Regions from separate parts of the Sus scrofa genome. Here all the other regions are linked to region 1. A link is a contact called in public HiChIP or PLAC-seq and promoter capture Hi-C data. All regions are on one chromosome and are shown on one strand. The core of a region is the stretch at or near the end of the contact, and the rest is flanking DNA. Distances in the headings are between cores, read along the strand shown.

What was found. Promoter capture Hi-C pulls out the DNA fragments that hold promoters and counts their contacts. HiChIP or PLAC-seq counts read pairs in DNA pulled down with a chosen protein or histone mark.
Region 2: an H3K27ac HiChIP or PLAC-seq map of alveolar macrophages shows a contact between it and region 1. The contact joins the promoter of CDKN1A here to the promoter of MTCH1 in region 1. A contact is called at or near these places in 1 of 5 promoter capture datasets (liver) and 1 of 2 datasets of contacts at active chromatin or transcription factors (alveolar macrophages).
Region 3: a contact with region 1 is called in an H3K27ac HiChIP or PLAC-seq map of alveolar macrophages. The contact joins the promoter of SRSF3 here to the promoter of MTCH1 in region 1. A contact is called at or near these places in 1 of 47 Hi-C or Micro-C datasets (liver) and 1 of 2 datasets of contacts at active chromatin or transcription factors (alveolar macrophages).
Region 4: a promoter capture Hi-C map of liver shows a contact between it and region 1, with 4 times the contacts expected there. The contact joins the enhancer-like site here to the promoter of MTCH1 in region 1. A contact is called at or near these places in 1 of 5 promoter capture datasets (liver), 5 of 47 Hi-C or Micro-C datasets (embryonic fibroblasts, liver, omental adipose tissue and 1 more) and 2 of 2 datasets of contacts at active chromatin or transcription factors (alveolar macrophages and skeletal muscle).

What each region holds. Positions count from the first base shown.
Region 1 is chr7:32,634,299-32,637,456 of Sscrofa11.1, forward strand. MTCH1 (mitochondrial carrier 1) reads right to left here and starts at 1,277. Exons shown (of 12, transcript NM_001244167.1): 1 at 921-1,277. The coding sequence starts at 1,241. It overlaps LOC110261512 (a long non-coding RNA gene), which reads left to right and starts at 1,273. Exons shown (of 2, transcript XR_002345692.1): 1 at 1,273-1,371.
Region 2 is chr7:32,353,092-32,356,181 of Sscrofa11.1, forward strand. It overlaps CDKN1A (cyclin-dependent kinase inhibitor 1), which reads left to right and starts at 1,685. Exons shown (of 4, transcript XM_013977858.2): 1 at 1,685-1,814.
Region 3 is chr7:32,288,196-32,291,369 of Sscrofa11.1, forward strand. SRSF3 (serine/arginine-rich splicing factor 3) reads left to right here and starts at 1,269. Exons shown (of 6, transcript XM_021098646.1): 1 at 1,269-1,405; 2 at 3,109-3,174. The coding sequence starts at 3,111.
Region 4 is chr7:32,307,138-32,310,076 of Sscrofa11.1, forward strand. The region is part of intron 3 of LOC102161912 (a long non-coding RNA gene); the gene reads right to left. Among named protein-coding and RNA genes, the nearest start is that of SRSF3, 19 kb to the left of the region's middle. Within about 2 kb of position 1,619, at least 15 of the 83 cell types and tissues checked have an H3K27ac peak or open chromatin away from gene starts, as enhancers often do. A contact at or near this core is called in alveolar macrophages and liver, where this site is marked.

The sequences.
Region 1 (3,158 bases), core at 27-2,526:
CCCAATTCCAATTTGCCTGTAACCCTTCAGCCCATACCCCTCCCCAACCATGACTTCAATTTTCTCCTCCAAATGCGTCATCCTTTCCCCCCAAAAGCCTCCTCCTAGCTCCCCTTTCCAGACAAACCTCCACTACCCCTCCCCCGCCCCCGTGTCGCCCTATCTGTTCCCCTCCCCCAAGGCACGTCATCACCGTCCCCTCCTCCCATCAAATCTGCCGTCGCCATCAAGTCCAGAGCCCCCATCTCCTTAAAACGATAGCTCTCCGGTGTTAAATCCTTTGCCTCCGCCCTTTCGCACCAAATTCTGTCACCGTTAAATTTAATGCTCCCGTCCCCTCCTCCCCGGAGTCTGATGCCCCTTTTTCTTTCTTAAACGTTTGGACCAGACTCTCTAGTCCTTTGTTTCCTCCAAACCACTGTAAGTCCATCTCTATTAAATCCAGAGTTCTTGCTTCCCTTCACCTTAAATGTGCCCATCTTCTGAATACTCTGCCTTGGCCCCCAAACCTCCTCCTCAGCCATTTGCCAAAACTTCCCGCCCCCCCCATCGTTGCTTCTTTCCTCACCCCCAAATGCTGCCCCTTCCCTCCTAGTGCAAGTTCATCGCCTCCATTCTTTCATTTCCCAAACCTGTCATCCGTTCCATCGTCCCCTCCCCCTGCACCTCGTTCCTTCCTCTCTCCCAAATCTGACGCTGACCTTTTGCCCCTTCTCTTGCACCCCCAAACCCATGCCCCTTGCATCCTCAAATCACTTGCCGCTTTCCTCCTCTCCCACTCCTACCGCGCATCAACCCGCCGTCCCCGCCCCTCTCCTCAATACACCGCCATTGCCTCCCCCGCCCCCATCCTTCTCCAGACCCTGGCCTGTCACCTTCACATCGGCCCCCGCCTCCCTAAGACGCCCCTGGCTCCACACCTGGATGAGCAGCTTCACGTAGAGCAGCGGGTGACTGAGAGCCGTCACTCCTGCACCCAGCGCCACGAAAAGAGCCTCGGTGGTCGGGGCGTTGTCCCCGGAGCCCAGGCCCCCGGACGCGCCGTCCATCCTGCGGGCGGAGGGTTGCGCCGCAGGCCGAGGGTGGCGCGGGTGCGCGCGGTGTGCGGGCGGCGGGTCGCGAGCCCGGGCCTCGACCCCCGCCGCCGCTCCGCCGCGAGCTCCTGCTCCTGCTCCGGCTCCCGCCATTCCCGCGGCACCGCCGCGAGCCCAGGGCGCCACTTCCGGGTCCGAAGCCCCCATGGCGCCGGGCGGCGAGGTCACTCCCCCGTCACGTGACGGGCGGGCGCACCGCCCCTAAGCGCGTCGGGGGTGGGGCCGGGCCTCACCACTCGCGGCCGCGGGGGTGTGCGGCATCGTGGGACGGCTGGCGGTAAGCGCCAGTTGTGGGCCCCGGGTCGGGGTTGGGGCCTGGCTCTGCACTGGGCTGTGGCCCGGGGGTCAGTGGTTGCGGGCGACCCAGACTGTAGGCTCAGAGACCGTGAAGGCCGCCGCCAGCGCGGGAGCTCCCCCGGGGGGCCAGGAGAGCGGCGGGGGCGGTGCTCGGATGCTCCGCAAACGCCCTCAATTTGGTCTGAGGCGCTTGCAAGCCCCTTCCCTGGCTCGGAGTGTTGTCCGCAGTTCTGGACCCGACTCTTTGCGGCCCGGATCCCAGTCCTGCGGCCTCCTGCTGCTGGCCGAACCCCTCCGCGTTCTCCAGCCTCGGCATACTCCCTTTCCCTCCCCCCCAGGCCAAATCCGGCTGCCCCCTCGGCAGTTGTGGTCATTCTGCTTTGCAGTTGAGCCTCCGCCAACCTCCCTCACAGTTGCTGGTTAGAAAATACGTTTGCTCAAAAGTACTTGCGTATCTACTTCACTAGATGGAAAGGTTTTAACCAGTTTAAGCTTGCGTATCTCCTTCACTAGATGTGAAGGTTTTAACTAGTCAGCATGAGCACACGCAGGCATTGTGTTAGGCTCTGATAGTCTAATCTTTAGTTAATAAAAATGAATAATAATTGGCTCTTAAATTGCATTTACTACGTCCAGACGTTTTTAAAAGTGCTTTGCAACATGTCAACTCTAGTATGATCCTCACAACAGCCCTGTGAAGAAGTTGCCTATTCCAGCAAGTGCCCTGTTCATGTTTGTAAGCGTGCCCTCCCCCTGCAACAACACCTAAAACCTGCTAGTTAGTTGTGGAGATGCAAAAGAAAAGTAGCTGTTTAAATGGAAAGAAATCCAGTACCCTAGAGTTGGGAGGGACACAGCCATGGGGGAGCTGATCCCTTTGTCTGTACTCATCCTGTGTTCATTGTGGGAAGGTTCCTCAGAATAGACATCTACCTTCTGACGGCTTAGTCCGGGTTTCCTGAAGTCTGCCCTTCTTGCCGCCTAAAAGCCCCCCCCCCCATTACTCCTGACAACAAATACTCTGTATACTTTCCACATTCAAATCCTGTCAGTCTACCTGTCCCCTTGGTCTCGCCCCTACCCTGGCTTCACTAACCCAAGTTTGTTCTGGTCTGGAACACTGTAAAGCATCCTAGCTCTTTCAAGTGTTACCCTTTCAAATACACCTTTCATCAAACCTACCTCCCACCCCTAGGAGCACTTTTTTTGTGTGTGTGGCCCGGCCTACAGCATGTTGAAGTCTGAGCCAGGGATTGAACCTGCACTACAGCAGTGACCTGGGCTGCTACAATGACAATGCCAGATCCTTAACCTGCTGAGCCACCAGGGAACTTCAGGAGTGCTTTTTTTTTTTTTTTAAGGGCCACAGGTGTGACATATATAAGTTCCCAGGCCAGGGGTCAAATTGGAGCTGTAGCTGCCAGCCTACACCAAAGCCACAGCAACTCCAAGTCTAAGCAGCACCTATGACCTACACCGCAGCTTGCCACAATGCCAGACCCTTAACCCACCGAGCAAGGCCAGGGATTGAACCCATATGCTCATGGATACTTGTTAGGTTCTTACTGTGCTGAGCTACAAGGGGAACTCCAGGAGCACTTTAATGACTTCCTTGCTTAGCATTAGCTCCACTGAGCAGCCTGGGTGTATGTACTTAGAGCTGTAAAGCAGTTAGCTCTGGGCTGGTTAGTGGACCCTATGGTTCTGTTGTCTTCTGTGATTGCTGCCTCTTAGGGCTTACCATGCTACACTGTGGTTGCCAGCTTC
Region 2 (3,090 bases), core at 435-2,934, 280 kb before region 1:
ACCGGAGGTGGGGAGGGCTGCTGCAGAGGTCCCTCGGCCTTTTTGAGATGCTTTTGAATTCTGGCTGCAATCCTGGCCTGACTCGAATATCAGGTCAGAAAGGGGGGCTGGTAATGTCCCCTCCCACCCCTGCCCGGGCTCCTGCCCAGGCTGTAGAGGAGAGGGAGGCCTGTCCTCCCCGAGGTCAGCTGCATTAGAGGAAGAAGACTGGGCATGTCCGGGCAGAGATTTCAAGACACTGAACAGCCCTAGATGTCAGTAATTGTAGCTGCTCCAAGCCTGGATTCTGTTTTTTAGTGGGATTTCTGTTTAGATGAACACTGTGTTCTATGTTATTTTTTAAAAGCAGAAGGTGTAAATGTTTTTGGTGAGGGGAGGAAAAAAGGTGAGGTTCAAGAAGGGCTGGGAGGGTGAAGGTGGGGGGAAGCACCTCACTGGTTTTTGTATCTCTCAGAAACACAGGTGGACATTTCCAGAATTGTCTCTCAACAATGTCACCTCAGTATACTGCCTGGAAATGAGGGGTGCAGGGGGTTTCCCTCATTCTAGAGCCACTGAAATAGAGAGGACAAGGAGCAGAGAGCTCTGAGTGAGAGGCAAAAGGCTTATGTTCCAACCGTCACCATTCATTTGCTATTTTACCTGAGTCAGGCCACCAAGCCTCAGTTTCTCAGCGGTGTATGTGGGCTGTGTGGGGACTATCCAGGAAATAACCCACCCACCAAATCCCTTTCCTAGCCATCAAATCTGCTGCAATCACAGAGCTTTCTTCTGCTGAGGTGAGAGGGAGGTGGGTGCAGGGAGTGAGGAGGAGGGGGGAGGAAGACTAGTTCAGGGTCCCTTTTCCTTTGGAGACCCTTTTCTTAGCAGTGTCCCCAGTCCTTTCCTTCCCTGGGGCATTTGACAAATAACAGCTTTTCACCTCTTTAGTTCTGTGGGTCTCAGTTTCCCATCTGTGAAATAAAGGGAATTAAATCCTGTAGGGCCTCCAAGAATGCTTTGGTGGGGATGTCTGGATGCCTCAGTGATGGGGAGAGGTAGTGTAGTGAGGGACCGGTGGGAATAGTGGTGGTATAGTGAGGCTTTTCTGGGAATTGTAAAGCCAGGTGTATCTTGTAGTAGTAGTAGTAGTAGTAGTAGTAGTAGTAGTAGTAGTAGTAGTAGTAGTAGTAGTAAAGGATGTTATTTGTTAATGTCACCCCTTGTGGTCTATTCAGCTGCTTTGGGTAAATCTTTGCCCAGAGGCAGTCGGCAGTGGACCTGAGAGGGGGTTTGTCCACGATGCCGACACCTGAAGGAGAATGCCAACTCACTCCCCACTTAAAAAAACAAACAAAAAAAAAACCCAAAAAACAAAAAAACAGATTTGGGGCCCAATTCTGGGGCGGGAGGAGGGGCGGGAGAATGTGTCAAGCGTACAGACTCGGGAATGGGGAGGAGGGAAGTGACTTCGCGAGGCTGGCATCAGAGCTCTGAGCCAAGGGAAGCCGCCAAGAGCCTGGGTCCTCCTGGTGCGAGGCGGTCCCTAGCACGCTGTGGGCGGAGCATCAGGTCCCGCCTCCCGAGTCCTTTTATGAGCGCTGAGCCGGGCGGCGCCAGCTGAGGTGTGAGCAGCTGCCAGAGTCGGTAGTTGGGAGATCCGGAGCTGGGCGCGGATTCTCGGAGACACCGACCCTCAGAAGAGGTGAGGGAGCCAGGGCAGGCAGGAGCGGATCCCCGGCTGCGGCTCTGAGCTGAGCAGAGCGTGTCCGCGTGCGTGTCGGCGCACCTCCGTGGGTGTGTCCGTGGGGGCGTTGTATGTGCTGTGTTCACAGGTGAACGGCGTGCTTGGGTCTGTGCGTGGGTCTCGGTTTTGCGCACACGGGGGTCTGTACGTGCGCCTGGGACCGGGGCCGGGATGTGCGGAAGGCTCTGGGCAGGGAGAGGGGGCACGAATATCGAGGATCCTCGCCGGGCTCCCTCCGCTTGAAACTGCTGGGGCCAGGGAAGTATTGGACCGGACCGTGGGTGCGCCCTGGGCGCCCGGCTTGGCGCGGTCAAGGCGTGGGGATGAAGCCCTGTCCACGGAGGGCTCCAGGAGGGGCGTGGAACGCCGAGCAGGGCAGGTTCATCTGAGATCCGTTCCGCGGTGGCTCTTGGATCCAGTCAGTGAGGCCCCAGCCCAGACCCCCGAGGTCTGGGTCCCTAGCGCTGCCGTGTCCGCCAATAGGCTGGGCGCTGAGGTCAGCGCGGACTGTCCTCAGCCCTTGGGAACGTGTCGGGACACGTCCCTTAGGGGTAAGCAAAGAGGTGACTCTCGGTGACAAGAAGACCCTGGAGGAACGGGCTGGGTGAGGTCAGAACTCCGCCAGCGCTGGGAGACCATGGCTCCCCCAGAAGTCCCCTTCCCTGCGTCCCCATGGTCTCTGACCCCCTTCAGCACAGTGACTTATTTGCCTGGCACAGAGTGTTCCCAGGGAAGCCGGGACGCCGGGAGGTCCACCACTGGGTTCCGGTCCCCGCCCCGCGGCGCACCCTCGGGGACCTGGAGTCGCGGCCCCGCGATGGGTGGGCTTGTGCCTGTCAGTTCGAGAAGCATAAAGGCCGGACCTAACTTTCTCGCACCGCCTCCTAGAGAACCCCTGCCCAGCCTGCAGCTGGGTCGGGCGTGTGGACTCAGGGGCGAGAACCGAGGCCGGCTCCGCTGCGCTGCGGGATACGCAGCCCCCGCCGGGGTGGGAGGCAGGAAGGGGTCGCGACTTTGAGAAATGGGGCTTCAGGGTGCGACACTGTTCAGGGCCTCTTTCACCTGCATTCGTGGGCTGCAGTCACCCCAGCCTAGTCCAGAATTCCGTCTCCGAGGGTGACCCGGCTGAGCGGAGCTGGAGGGCGAGTCTCCCTTCGGGCGCCGCCGCCGCCGCGAGAGGACTACCGTGCGTCGGTTTTGTCCGCCGGGTCCGGGGGCCCTCGGGGGACACTTGCGCCCTCCTCGTGCGGAAAAGAATTTTGGAAATGGGTTTGGCACTTTAGGCCGTCTAGGCAACTCCCTCCCTCCTTCCCTTCCTCCACGTTGCGTTTCGGGGAGGACTTTCGAGCGGTTTTGTTTTCGTT
Region 3 (3,174 bases), core at 19-2,518, 350 kb before region 1:
AAAGCTTTGCTAGAATTCCTACCTGGGAAAAACCCAGGTAAGACCAGCTCAGGGCTTGGCTCAACAAATGTAGTTTCCATTCTCCCTCTTCCCTTGCCAGTATGAAATCCTCGTTTTTTACAGGTGTGAAAACTCAGAAACAGTAAGTCGTGTCTCCACCCCACATGGATAGATAAACTTCTTAGAGCCACAATAAGAGAATATCTGGGAAAAGGAAAGCAGTGAATGTTTGGCATATCTTTCAGCTACTGGTGGAAAAATACAAGTTATTATTTTTCTTGAGAGCAGATTTAGATACGTTAGTAAGTCAGACTCCACTGAAAGGGGAGGAAACCAGGCAACCCTCTTAGCTGAACTCACTGTTCCAGAGAGGAAGATCTTGGTGATTTTTCTAACAAACCATTGGTATTTCTCTCCCAATAGTTAATTTCGTGGCTCAGTTCTTTTCAGAGGAAGTGGAAAGCAGAGAGGAAGGTGTTAGTGAACCATAGACCCCCCACCTCTGAGCCCCGGTCAGTACAACAGCCTTTGCCAGAAGACAGACTGGTATTCGTTGCGGAGGAGAGGGGTGCCGAATTCAATCTCCTCAGGAACTTCCTTTTATACTGTTACTAAATGCGATACTTTCTGGATGGCCTGACCCGTCTCATTTGCCTTTGAGTTTCTATTAAACATTTCAAGAGTCCAAAATGATGACGCCATCGTCTCTGCCAAATCGTGCAGTTTGGGTGAGAGGTGGCAGACCAGCCAGAGTTGGGCCGACTTTCCGTGACTGGGCTTTTCCCCAAGTGTGGGACCCGGAGGGGCACAGTGTGGTGACAGCGGGTTCACAAACAGCCCCGTGACCTTGGGAGCAACTCCGAAGCACGTTTGTAAACGTGATGGTCTCAGTTCCTGCCTAACCGCTCATGCGGAGCAGTAATTAATGAACTCATTTTATACTGTAATCTTATTGGGTGCAAAAGGCTCTATCAGTGTTTGGGTGTGACCGGCGATGATGTTATTAAATCCCTATTAATAGGCTATTTGGAGATGAGGGAGAGGTGACTGAGGAGAACTCGGCAACAGGAGAATTACACCGAGGGAGCTCTGGCCCTGAGGCACGACGGCTGCGCGCGTCTCCACCGACGAGGCAGCACAACCAGAGAAGGCTCTCAGCAACCGCGGTTCTCGCAGCGTTTGTGGCCATTACGTCACGGTCTTCTTCGCCTCTCATTGGGCGAACCCGTCCAATCATGTGACTCCAGGATGGCTTATAAATACAGGCGAGGAGACGGTGTTGGTCCGCCATTTCGTGGACGCCGGATCGGGGAGAGTATCTGCTGGAGCCAGGCGGGAGGGGAGTGGGAAGAGACAGCCGCGGGTGCGTGGATTTGAGTCTTCGCATTTCTAATCTAAGATCTCGGTAAGAGACCCAGCGACTAAAGGAATGAGGTGGGAAATGGGCCTTAACAGGACCGAGGTGGGGCCAGGCCCAATGGCGGCGCCAGATTGAGACAAAGAGACGCTGCCGCCATTTTGTGACGTTCAACACGGGGCGGTGGAGGGGGCTCCCGGCCCCCCGGAGCAGGCACCCAGGCTTCCAAGTGGAGGTGCTTATAACCCTTCCCTGGGGGGCTGAATCGGGAAGTGAGATTGCTCGAGTTGAGGCAAAGGGGGTATCGGTAATCGGTTGTACTCTAGATCGCGGCCATTCAATTTATGGCGCCTTTTTTTTCTTTTTGCCCACGTTTCCTTAAGTAGCGGCTTAGGATTTTTTTTCTTCAAGTCACTACTCAAGACTGGACCCTTCGATCCATATTTGAGGATTTCTCTACTTTCTTTCATTTTCGTGTTACTTTAACTTCACTTTTTACAGCCTGAATCCAATAACTATTTTTTTTTAAGCTGATCTTTCTTGAGCTGTATTGTTCTTATAGCTGCTTCGCATTAAAACTGGTCAGGGTAAAGTTTTTGGGAAAGATTAATTCACCAACAATGGGTTTGGTCTCGGAACTTCTGGGCACAGGGCGGGGTCACACAAATAGGATGTGTCTGGGCGGGTATTTTTTTTTTTTTTAATTGGATAACGTGTTTATGAAAAGCCCTTAAGCTGAGTTTTTGGACAGGCTGCTTTTCGTATGTAATCTACAAGTTGATTAGATTCGTTGCTGAGGCGGCTTTATTAGTATTGAAGGTTTTTCAAATGTAAACTAAAGTGCCTTAAGTTCTTGCACAACAAATAATCTATTTTTTTCCCCATGAGGTGGAGTTAATGTAACATTCATTTTAAAGTGCACGATTCAGAAGCATTCGATACCTTCACAATGTTGTGTAACTATCACCTCTATCTAGTTTTAAAGCATTTTATTATACCCACTAAGGTGACCTGTACTGTTAAGCAGCCACTACCCTTTTGGCCTGCCCCTTTCTCTCCCGCAGCCCCTGGTAGCTACTAATCTGTCTCTGGATTTACCCGTTTCGGATATTTCACATACATGGGATGGTATTACGTGTATTTTTTTTGTCTGATATCTATAACTTAGCATGCTTTCACGTTTTGTCCATGTTTATGGGTACTCGTTCCTGAATACTCCATTGTATGGGTAATAATTTTGCTTCTCCATTTTGTTGCTGGACATTTGGGTTAACACCTTTCGGCTGTTGAGGGTAGAACAAGATATATATTTTTAAAAAACAAGTTTGTCCTGCTTGAGTAAAGTTTTGGCTTGTGAAGGCACATTACTATCACTTTTTTAGTGGTTTAGCCTTAACTGCTGTCTTGTCTTCACTTGTCATTTTGTTTTGTAGTCTCCAGGTTTTGCTTTTAATCCTACTTTTCAAAGTTGTTCCTCCCCCCCCTTCAGATAACTGAAATAGGTTTAAGTCTCTCAGTTCCCATTTTGTGGCATATGCTCCCCTACTGTTTCCTCCCTCCACTTCTCTGGGAGGTGATTTTTTTTTTTATTTTCTTACACAGCTTGGCTTCCAGGTGGTTATTGGCAACGATTGGGGTGTTTCAAGGGTAGTGCCTTTACCTTTTTTCGGTTTTTGAATTCTTTCCTAAGGATCTGTTTTTTACTGTGTGGGTTATGATATTTTGGATTTTTTTTTTTTTTTTTGTTACAGAAATGCATCGTGATTCCTGTCCATTGGACTGTAAAGTTTATGTAGGTAATCTGGGAAACAATGGTA
Region 4 (2,939 bases), core at 369-2,868, 330 kb before region 1:
GGTGGGGGCACTGTGTTCCTAGGTCACAAACACGCTGGTAACAGATGGTGCCTCTGGAGTGTGGGAGAGAACAACAGGTGGGCTACCTATCCCCCCAGGATTTAAAAAGTATTATTTATCAGCATTTGCCTTTTGAAAGAAGCAATCTGCTTACAAATGGTAGGGCGTTTAGAAATTTGTTTTTTTTTTTTTTTTTTTTCAGAAAAGCATCATTAGAAGACATTTCTTATCAAAGTATAATAGCTTTTGTCTTTTGTCTTTTTAGGGCTGCACCTGCAGCATATATATAGAAGTTCCCAGGCCAGGGGTCAAATCAGAGCTACAGCTGCCAGCCTATACCACAGCCACATCAATGGGATCTGAGCTGTGTCTGCGACCTGCACCACAGCTCACAGCAACACTGGATCCCTGAATCACTGATTGAGGCCAGGGGTCAAACCCTCAGCTTCATGGATACTAGCAGAGTTCATTACTAATGAGCCACAAAGTGAATTCCCAGTATATTAGCATTTTTATTTAGAAAATGTATTCTGTTGCCACTGAAGAGAAGCAAGCAATGTTTTTATACAGAAACATGCTGTGTGTGTGTGTGTGTGTGTTTGCCATTTCTAGGGCCGCTTCCTGCAGCATAGACCCCAGGCTAGGGGTCTAATCAGAGCTGTAGCCGCCGACCTACACCATAGCCACAGCAACATGGGATCCGAGCCGCGTCTGCGACCTACACCACAGCTCGTGGCAACACCGGATCCTTAACCCACTGAGCAAGGCCAGGGATCGACCCCGAAACCTCATGGTTCCTAGTCAGATTCGTTAACCACTGTGCCACGATAGGAACTCCCAGAAACAAATGCTTTTTATTTTATTTTTTATTTTTTTGTCTCTTCGTCTTTTCTCGGGCTGCACCCACAGCATATGGAGGTTCCCAGGCTAGGGATCCAATTGGAGCTGCTGCCGTCAGCCTACGCCAGAGCCACAGGAACTTGGGATCCAAGCTGTGTCTGTGACCTACACCACAGTTCATGGCAACGCCAGATCATTAACCCAGTGAGCGAGGCCAGAGATCGAACCCTCAGCCTCATGGTTCCTGGTTGGATTCGTTAACCACTGAGCCACTACGGGAACTCCAACAAATGCTGTTTAAAAGTAAGTTCAGGGAGTTCCCATCGTGGCGCAGTGGTTAACGAATCCGACTAGGAACCATGAGGTTGCGGGTTCGAGCCCTGCCCTTGCTCAGTGGGTTAACGATCCGGCGTTGCCGTGAGCTGTGGTGTAGGTTGCAGACGCGGCTCGGATCCTGCGTTGCTGTGGCTCTGGCATAGGCTGGCGGCTACAGCTCCGATTGGACCCCTAGCCTGGGAACCTCCATATGCCGCGGGAGCGGCCCAAGAAATAGCAAAAAGACCAAAAAAAAAAAAAAAAAAAAAGTAAGTTCATACACTGGAAACTTTGGATGGAACAGGCTGTTATTTATTAATCAACCTGACCTTGACCTAGAGCAGGTCCCTCAGAAGCAGGTTCCTACAGCATTGCTCTGCTGGGAAAGGCTTGTCTCTAAGGCCGTGTGGTCACGTTGCAGGAGAAGGAGAGGTTCTGCTTTCTTCAGAGTTGGAAGACTGACCTTGATCAAACTGCTATGCGACTGTATACCCGCTCCTGGCACGTCACTGTGGCCTCTCGTGATAGTAAAGCCTTTGGCCTCTCTGGGAACTCAGTCTCCACAGCCGAGAAGTAGCAGCCACGCTACTTCCCTTCTAGGCTGGTTGGGACAAAACCTGAGGTAAAGCTTCAACAGCTGCCTGGCAGAGAGGAAGCCCTAAAAGTTGCCAGGCTCATCATTATTCACATTAGCTCTACTCCAACTCCTTTAATTACTCATTTTTAATTCAAAGGTAATCTGTGACATGGTAGAAAAATTAGAGAACGAACTTAAAACAAAAAAGGAAGAAAGTGACCCAATAGCTTCTGGTTTCTGTGTTTTTCTATCCTGTTTTCTTTACAATGTGTGCTTGGAATGGGAAGTATCTTCATTTGCACTTGGGGGTGTTGGAGAGGTGATATCATGGCCCCACTCTGCAAAAGAGGAAACTGAATTCCAGAAAGAGGAAGTGCCTCCCCCAAGGTCATGCAGATAGTAGGAAGGTTAAGCCAGGTTTGAAACCCACAGCCACTGAGTCCAAGCCCAGCACTTTCGTCAGGACCAGGAGGGACTTCAGAAGAGTCTCAGACACCTGCCCCCAAGGCTCCATGTGTGCAGGAAGCCTGTGCCTATAATAGCATATTTGCTTCATGATGACTTCAGGTACTTAACGATTCCCCACTGAAGTTCGTATTCTGTAGCCTCCCCAGTCCTAGAGTCCTAAGAGTGGGCAGACTGTGCATAAATAACTCACTTAGGGTTTTTGGATCCCTGAGTTTTGCTTTCCTAAGGATACTGGGTTGGCACCGTCTTAAGGTCTGCAGGCACGTAAGTCCTTCTGGGCTTTTCCCTCGCTCTTTTTTTTTTTTCCCCCCGGCTTTTTAGGGCCGCACCCATGGCATATGGAGGTTCCTAGGCTAGGGGTCGAATCAGAGCTATAGCTGCCAGCCTATACCACAGCCACAGCAATGCAGGATCCAAGCCCTGTCTGCAACCTACACTGTAGCTCATGGCAATGTCAGATCCTTAACCCACTGAGTGAGGCCAGGGATTGAACCCGCATCCTTATGGTTCCTAGTCGGATTCACTTCCACTGTGCCACGACGGGAACTCCTTCCCTCACTTTTTTTTTTTTTTTTTTTTGGTCTTTTCTAGGGCCGCTCCTGTGGCATATGGAGGTTCCCAGGCTAGGGGTCTAATCAGAGCTATAGCCGCTGGCCTAGACCAGAGTCACAGCAATGTGGGATCCGAGCCACGTCTGCAACCTCCACCACAGCTCATGGCAATGCTGGATCCTTAACCC